2 separate regions of the Mus musculus genome follow, and region 1 is linked to region 2. The links are chromatin contacts, called in public HiChIP or PLAC-seq maps. All regions are on one chromosome and are shown on one strand. Each heading gives the region's core, a stretch centred on a gene start, on an enhancer-like site or on the middle of the called end of the contact. The rest is flanking DNA. Distances are from core to core; before and after follow the strand shown.

Evidence for each region. HiChIP or PLAC-seq counts read pairs in DNA pulled down with a chosen protein or histone mark.
Region 1: a FOXA1 HiChIP or PLAC-seq map of pancreatic cancer cells shows a contact between it and region 2. The contact joins two enhancer-like sites. A contact is called at or near these places in 7 of 484 Hi-C or Micro-C datasets (the G1E-ER4 cell line and embryonic stem cells) and 2 of 115 datasets of contacts at active chromatin or transcription factors (astrocytes and pancreatic cancer cells).

Annotation. Positions count from the first base shown.
Region 1 is chr3:123,328,043-123,331,781 of GRCm38.p6, forward strand. It overlaps Sec24d (Sec24 related gene family, member D (S. cerevisiae)), which reads left to right. Exons shown (of 23, transcript NM_027135.2): 10 at 2,282-2,397. Among named protein-coding and RNA genes, the nearest start is that of Mettl14, 56 kb to the right of the region's middle. Within about 2 kb of position 1,384, at least 94 of the 459 cell types and tissues checked have an H3K27ac peak or open chromatin away from gene starts, as enhancers often do. A contact at or near this core is called in pancreatic cancer cells, where this site is marked.
Region 2 is chr3:122,637,191-122,640,670 of GRCm38.p6, forward strand. No RefSeq gene overlaps it. Among named protein-coding and RNA genes, the nearest start is that of Gm43568, 9.2 kb to the left of the region's middle. Within about 2 kb of position 1,316, at least 31 of the 459 cell types and tissues checked have an H3K27ac peak or open chromatin away from gene starts, as enhancers often do. A contact at or near this core is called in pancreatic cancer cells, where this site is marked.

The sequences.
Region 1 (3,739 bases), core at 134-2,633, 690 kb after region 2:
GAGGCCCCAGGGAGTTTAGAGGTCAGGTGGGATAGGGGTTGGAGGGTGGGGACATCCTCGTGGAGACAGGGGAGCAGGGAGGAGGTATGGGATGTGCAACAGTCAGAGGGTAGACTGGAGGGGAATAAAATCTGGAGTTTTAGATAGATAGATAGATAGATAGATAGATAGATAGATGGATGGATAGATAAGCTGAGATATACCCGAGGGCTTTCTTCTTTTTATATAAATGTTGAATCTTAAGGAGGTAGGGCATTATTATGATTTTCTATGTATTTTTGTTTCACCCTAGCACAAAATCCACTAATGTTGATGTTATTAGACAGTGTGAGTGAAGTCACAGTAGAGAGAGCTCATAGATAAAGCGACTGTCCCACTAGCCTGAGGATCTGAGTTTGGTCCTTTGCACCCATATGAAAGAAAAGCAAAGCATGGCGATGTGTATTGGTAGCCCCAAGGGTTGGAGATACTGAAGCAGGAGAATTCCTGTGACTTCCTGGAGGACCAGCCCATCTAAATGCTCCAGCTCCAAGCCCCAAAGACCCTGTGTCAAATAACAAAGCAGATGGCTCATGAGGATCACCTGAGGCTGATCTCTGGCTTCCCTTGTACAACAGCTATGTATGTGGGCGAGAGTGCACTCATGCATGTGCACGAATGCACACACACACACATGCACACACGCACACGCGAACACACACACACATACCATGTGGCTTCAATTTTGTTTGATGATAGATAACAGATAATATCAAATTTTAATGAGCATGTAAAATTAATTTTTAAAAAGTCGCACTGTGTAGATGTGTGAGCATGAGTGAATTATACATTATGCTATATAGAAATTACCATCTCACACATTATATGCCAGATTACTCAGAAATCTGTAAGGCACAGACATGTGACTAAGTCCCCATCAGGGCCCCTCTGGTTTATTCATGGAGAGAGACTGTTATCTTCCTTTTCTGCAATCTTTTCAAGATATTGAATTTGTCAAGTTCAGAGTCAAATATGTAAATATAAACTTTAGAGAGCTCACTTCTAAACCATGATATGGTAAGGACATAGAATACTCAAACTTCTACTAAAGTTTTTGAAAGTCCAACTTTAGAAAATTCGTCCTCTGTTATAATTTGCATGTTCACAGCTGAGCTTAAAGACTGCTGAGTGTTGGTGTCAACCCCAAAGGTGCTGCTCTTGTAGTTTTTTTTTTTTTTTTTTTTTTTAACAAAGGGAGATGCTGTTCTTAGCAAAATACTTAAAACAAAAGCATTGGTAACTTTCCCACATACTGTTAGCAGAAGTTTCTCAGCCTTCCCGGGCCATCCCCAGGCAACGGGAGCTCTTTTGCAGACACCAGACCTTATTTGTCCAAGTGTTCAGTGTGTGAGTCATACGTCTTGCGCTGCCTTTGGGTGACTTCCAGAATTTGGCTACAAGTAACCTTCTGAGACATTTGTATCAAATTAGACTTCAGCTGAGCTCGCCCAAGTGCAGTCTTTCCCTAATACAGTATTCTGCACGAGTAGGGCCAGATGCTAGCAGATTATCCTGTGAAAGCCCAGAGCTGAAGACACTCCTTAATTAAGGTGTAACAAAGACCTTAGTATAATCCAAATGATCAGCATTTGTTTCTGTCCTATATGTTAAAGATTCAAATAGAAAGCTAACTTTAAAAAAGAAGTAATTAGGTAGAGGCAGATATTTGGATGTGTTAGCTTGTAAACAGCAGCACCTTTTTCTAGGATTTCCAAAATTATAAATGTTCTTTGCTACTAAGAACTTTTATATGTGCAAGAGGTTTTTAACAAAGTTGTCATTCCATTTCCATGAACGTGAATATTGTGATCTATGGCTTTCTATATGTATAAAATATTTCATTATTAAAATATTGCAGTAATACAGTATAGCGTGAAATAGTAATGAAGTAGTCATTGAAAATTATATATAAAATTACATAGTTTTATGGATAGAATTCCAGGCAGATTGATTTGACTATAAAAAAATCAAAATGTATATATGGCAAAACTATTACAAACATAATTAATTGGCAAAATTGTAGTGGTTTACAACATATACAAGAGCCAAAAAGTTAGTGAGTTTAAAAAAGAGAAAACTCATATTTTTAACATATTTCAAAGACATGCTCTCAAAATGATAGATACTGAGAACAGCTTGTCTTCTTATCATAATTCCTTTCCTTTAGGATGCATTTTGGGGATTTATTGGGTTGTCTGCTTATGAAAACAAAGGATTTCCTGCCCTGTTTTGTTTTCCTTAGTCCCACCATTCTATTTCCAACATCTGGACCACATTGGAAGGAGATTGGACCACTATGAGAAGCCAGAGCTGTCGCTGGGATCCTATGAATATGTTGCTACATTGGATTACTGCAGAGTGAGTGTTGGCGGGACTTAAGTGTTTCTGTGATGCTGTTGATTTTCAGCGAGCGGCTTCTGTATGTAAAGATATGTATGACTTGGTTCACAGACAGACATTTCCAGGGCATGTGGACATATGTCAGAAACAGATCTGACCTAAGTCATTAGCATGAATGGGCTCCTGAGCTGTCTCATTGTAGTATAGAAAAGGAAACGATTCTTTCTATTGTTTGTTTGTTTGTTTGTTTGTTTTTGTTTGTTTGTTTGTTTGCTTGCTTGCTTGCTGTGGTTTGGTTTCTGAGACAGGGTCTCATTTAGTTTGGGCCTTGACCTCGCTGAAGATGACCTTGAACCCTGATCATCCATCTCCCAAATGCTCCACTCAGATCTCTTCTTTTGGTTGGTTAATGACTTCTCTACCTAGGCAGAAATGTAACCAGTATTCTTAGAGCGCTGCTGGCTTCCTGGCTTTAATGTATCCTTCGGAGACTCATTTGACTAGCAGAATGGGAATGAGTATGTGGCCTTGCTAATGTGCTCTTCTAAACCTTTGGGTTCCACTGACAGCCTCCACCTGGGAGGAGCCCACCAGCTTTACTCTTTAAGCTAAAGATGAAGCTTGACAGCACTTCAGAAGCCTCAGGAGTGGTCCTGAGGACCCAGCTCACAGGGAACTCCTTCCTTCCTTCCTTCCTTCCTTCCTTCCTTCCTTCCTTCCTTCCTTCCTCCCTCCCTCCCTCCCTTCCTTCCTTCCTTCCTTCCTCTTCCAAAATTGAATGCCTGCTAATATTCCACCTTCTGGAAAATAGCCCCTGACCACAGACTTCCCCCAGACATGTTGTCTAGAGAGCAAGTCCACATAATGAGAACACATCTCAAAGATTTATCCAAATTAGGGTTTTGGGTTAATTTTTGCAGTTGGCTAAACCATTAAAATTTTCAATTAACACATCATATTATTATTTATTGACTATTATATGATTGTTTTAAATTAATTTACATAGAACTAGTTATTAAAGAAAAACCCAATGCTTTATTAGTTTGAAATGTGAAAATTTTTAACTTATTTAGTGAAATATAAAACATTTTTGATATAGATGCAGTCTGACAAGAAAGAGACAGGTCTTGAAGTACAATTTACATCCCAATAGTTTCTTTGTTCTTTCCTGTGATTGACTGAAGGGGGATCAATACACAAAAGTAAGCATTTGTTGTTCAAATTAAATATAATAAAGACACTATAAGTCGTGATGGAAAGTCCCTTACTGAACTCCATCTGTAACCAGAGTATGAATCCCATCATGTACTGAGGCTCAGGTCTCTGCCCAAAAAGGCTAATTATCAACCTTGTTCTGTTT
Region 2 (3,480 bases), core at 66-2,565:
CACTCTCTGGTGCCAGCAGGTGGAAGGAGAGAACCGGCTCCCACAAGTTGTCTTTGGGCTTCCACAGATGTGCCATGGTACACACCTGTCACAATAAATACTAAAATTAAAAGCCAAATTATCTGACTTTAAAACAAGAGGTATCATACCCTAAAATTATTTCTGAACTTTATAACTTAATTTCCTTCAATGTAGGCTAATGTGTTTCCTGTTTCTTGAGAGTCTTGGGTATGGCCTTCCAAATCTGTGTCTATTTTTGAATACGTCAGTACACTGGAATTTCCCAATCTAGATGATAACATCTTCAAGGACTTGAGCCAGGTCAGTCACAAAGGCATATTAATCCCATCTCTGAGGACAGTAATTAGCCCTGCAGTGTAATGTCTAAGACAGCATAATCTACAAACACTTCAAACAAAATAATTTCTTTAAATTCCTCTAAGGAAAATAAAAAGAATTTTAGACTTTCCAGACAGTTCCATACATCTTAGCTTAGAGGTGAAGTTATTCTTTGTGATAACCAGACGGGATCAGAGTTTGACGCTTCAGTTCTCAGTACACAGCTTCTCCTGTTTGCACAACAACTGTGTTCTAGCATTGTGATGGCTTGGGTTCCCTTGTTCTCATGTCTGCCATGTCCCTGTGCTGCAAGTTGGTGACCTGGGTATACCTGATTTTACACCTTCCATGTTCCAGGAGTACTGTGTGCATGCCTGTTTGCATGTTTGCCATGTTCCCTGCATGCCACCACCTGATGGCCTAACCACATCTGCTTGCACATGCTCCGTGTCCCGGTGCTGCCATTTAGTGGGTTGTACATGCTGTTCACACACCGGCCAGGTTCTAGCACGGACACAAGAGTGGTTTAGACTGGCCTGTCTGCACACATGCCATGCCCTGGGACAGCCACAGGACACCGCAAGAATAGACTTTCACACACCTGCCTTGTCCAGGAGTCACCAAGTAATGGGGTCGTCAATCCGGTTCTTTTTTTTTTTTTTTTTTAAGATTTATTTATTTATATGTAAGTACACTGTAGCTGTCTTCAGACACTGCAGAAGAGAGGGAGTCAGATCTCATTATGGATGGTTGTGAGCCACCATGTGGTTGCTGGGATTTGAACTCCGGACCTTCGGAAGAGCAGTCGGGTGCTCTTACCCACTGAGCCATTTCACCCGCCTGTCACTCCGGTTCTTAATTACGCTGTGTCCCCAAACTTCCAATTGTCAACCTAGGGTCACCTGTTGGGACACATACCATTTCCCAGTGCCACCAGGGGTCGTCATGAGTATACTTGTTCCGGAGTCTGCAGTGTTCCAGCAACACCATGTGTTGGCACAGGCACCTTTGTCCACAAGCCTGTCAAGTCTCAGTCCTGTGAAAGTCTGGGCAAGCCCAAACATTCGTGAATCTCACCTACCAGTTCTGCTGTGTTGCAGTGCATTTGACAACCATGTTCTGTTCCAGGACTGCAAAGTAGGGGATCAGGTTCACCTGCAAGTTGCCTCCTAGCACCTCTACGTGGTAGCAAGCTCATCTATTGACACTCTTTCCACGGACCCAGAATCTCCAAGTGATGGCCTGGGCATTCCTGGTCACTTGTTTGTTGTGTTCCAGTGCTGCCACCTGGTGGCCTGTGTTTACCTGTTCACATGTCTGGTGTGTCTCAGTGCTGCCACCTGGTGGTCTGTACATGTTCGTTTACATACTTGGCTATGTCTCAAAACCCGGGCATGCAGGTTTGAATGCCTGCTGTGTTCTAGTGTTGTGTTCCACTAGGCTGTCTGGGCACACCTGTTCACATGCGCTCTGTGTTCTTATGCTGCCATTCGTTTGTATGCATGCTGAGTCCCAGGGCCAACATGTGGGGGCTTTGGTATATCTGTACTAAGACCTACTATATCTTTGTGCCACAACTTGGTGGTGTGGGAATGCCTGGCTGCAAGCCCGCTATGTCCCAGCACTGCCACTTCATAGCCTGCTGTGTTTGCATGTCTGCTGTGTTACTAGGCCACCAGTGTGATGCCCTGGGCAAGCATGTTGCATGACTGCTGTGTCCCATTGCTACAACATGGTGACCTGGGTAGCCTACTTGCCTGCCTGCTGTGTCCTAGGGTCACTAAGGGGTGGTCTAGGCATGCCTGTTGTCACACATGCCATGTCTTAGTATAATGCCTGTTGGGATGCATGCTGTTTCCCCGTGCCACCATGTTGAAGAATTCCTTATGTACACATCTGCCAAGTCCCAGCACCACCCCGTGGCAGAATAGCCACTGGAGTTCAAATGTGTACCACATCCCAGTAGTGTCGTGCCGTGTTCTGGACTCACCTGTTCTCACGGGAGCCAGATCTCAGTGCTGCCCTGCGGTGGCACAGGATCTTGTGTTCACGAGCGGCCATGTTTTAGCGTTGCCACATGGGGGATATGCTCACCTGTTATACTCCAGCTGTGTTCTAGTGCTCCCCAATCTGTGTGTATTCCTGCCCTGTCCCTTCTCTGCCCTGTGATGGCCTAACTATGCCTGTTTGCATGCCTGTTGTGTTTCATTGCTACCATGCAGTGGCCTGGGCAAACCTGTCAAATGCCTGCCAGGACACCGAGCTGCCATGTGGCAGCCCAGGTGTACCTGCTGCATGTTTGCCACGTTTCAGTGGTGCCAGGTCACAGCCTGGGCAGCCCTGTTCATTTGCTATGCCCTGGGGCTGCCAAGTGACTGTAGCAAACATGCCATGTCCCAGTACCACTACATTTTTGCCTGTGCATGCTTGTTCATACATGTGTTCTTAGCCGGACCAACATGTTATATAGCCTGTGCTCATTTGTTGTCATAGTTTGAGTTTCATTGTTGTGAACAGACACAACAACCAAGGCAACTCTTTTTGTTTGTTTGTTTTTTCGAGACAGGGTTTCTCTTTTAGCCCTGGCTGTCCTGGAACTCACTCTGTAGACCACAGAGATCTGCCTGCCTCTGCCTCCCAAGTGCTGGGATTAAAGGCGTGCGCCACCACCGCCCGGGTCAAGGCAACTCTTATAAAGTATAAAATTTAATTGGGGCTGGCTTACAGGTTCAGAGGTTCAGTCTATTATCATCATGGCAGGAGCATGGCTGTGTCCAGGCAGGCATGGTGCAGAAGGAGCCAGGAGTTCTACACCTTGATTCTCAGGCAGCAGAAGAGACTGTTTCACACTGGGTGGAGCTTGAGTCTAGGAAACCTCAAAGCCTGCCCTGCCCCCACAGTGACACTCTTCCATCAACATGGCCACACCTACTCCAAGGCCACACCCATTCAAACAAGACCACACCTCCTAATAGTACCACTCAGCATGGGCCAAGCTTTCAAATATAAGAGTCTATGGGGCCACACCTATTCAAACCACCACTCTGGATCACAAATGTGCTGTCATCCAGGGCTGTCCCATGGTGACACAGGCTTGCCTTCTCACCCAAGAGCTGTGTCCCAGTGCCACAAAGTACTGGA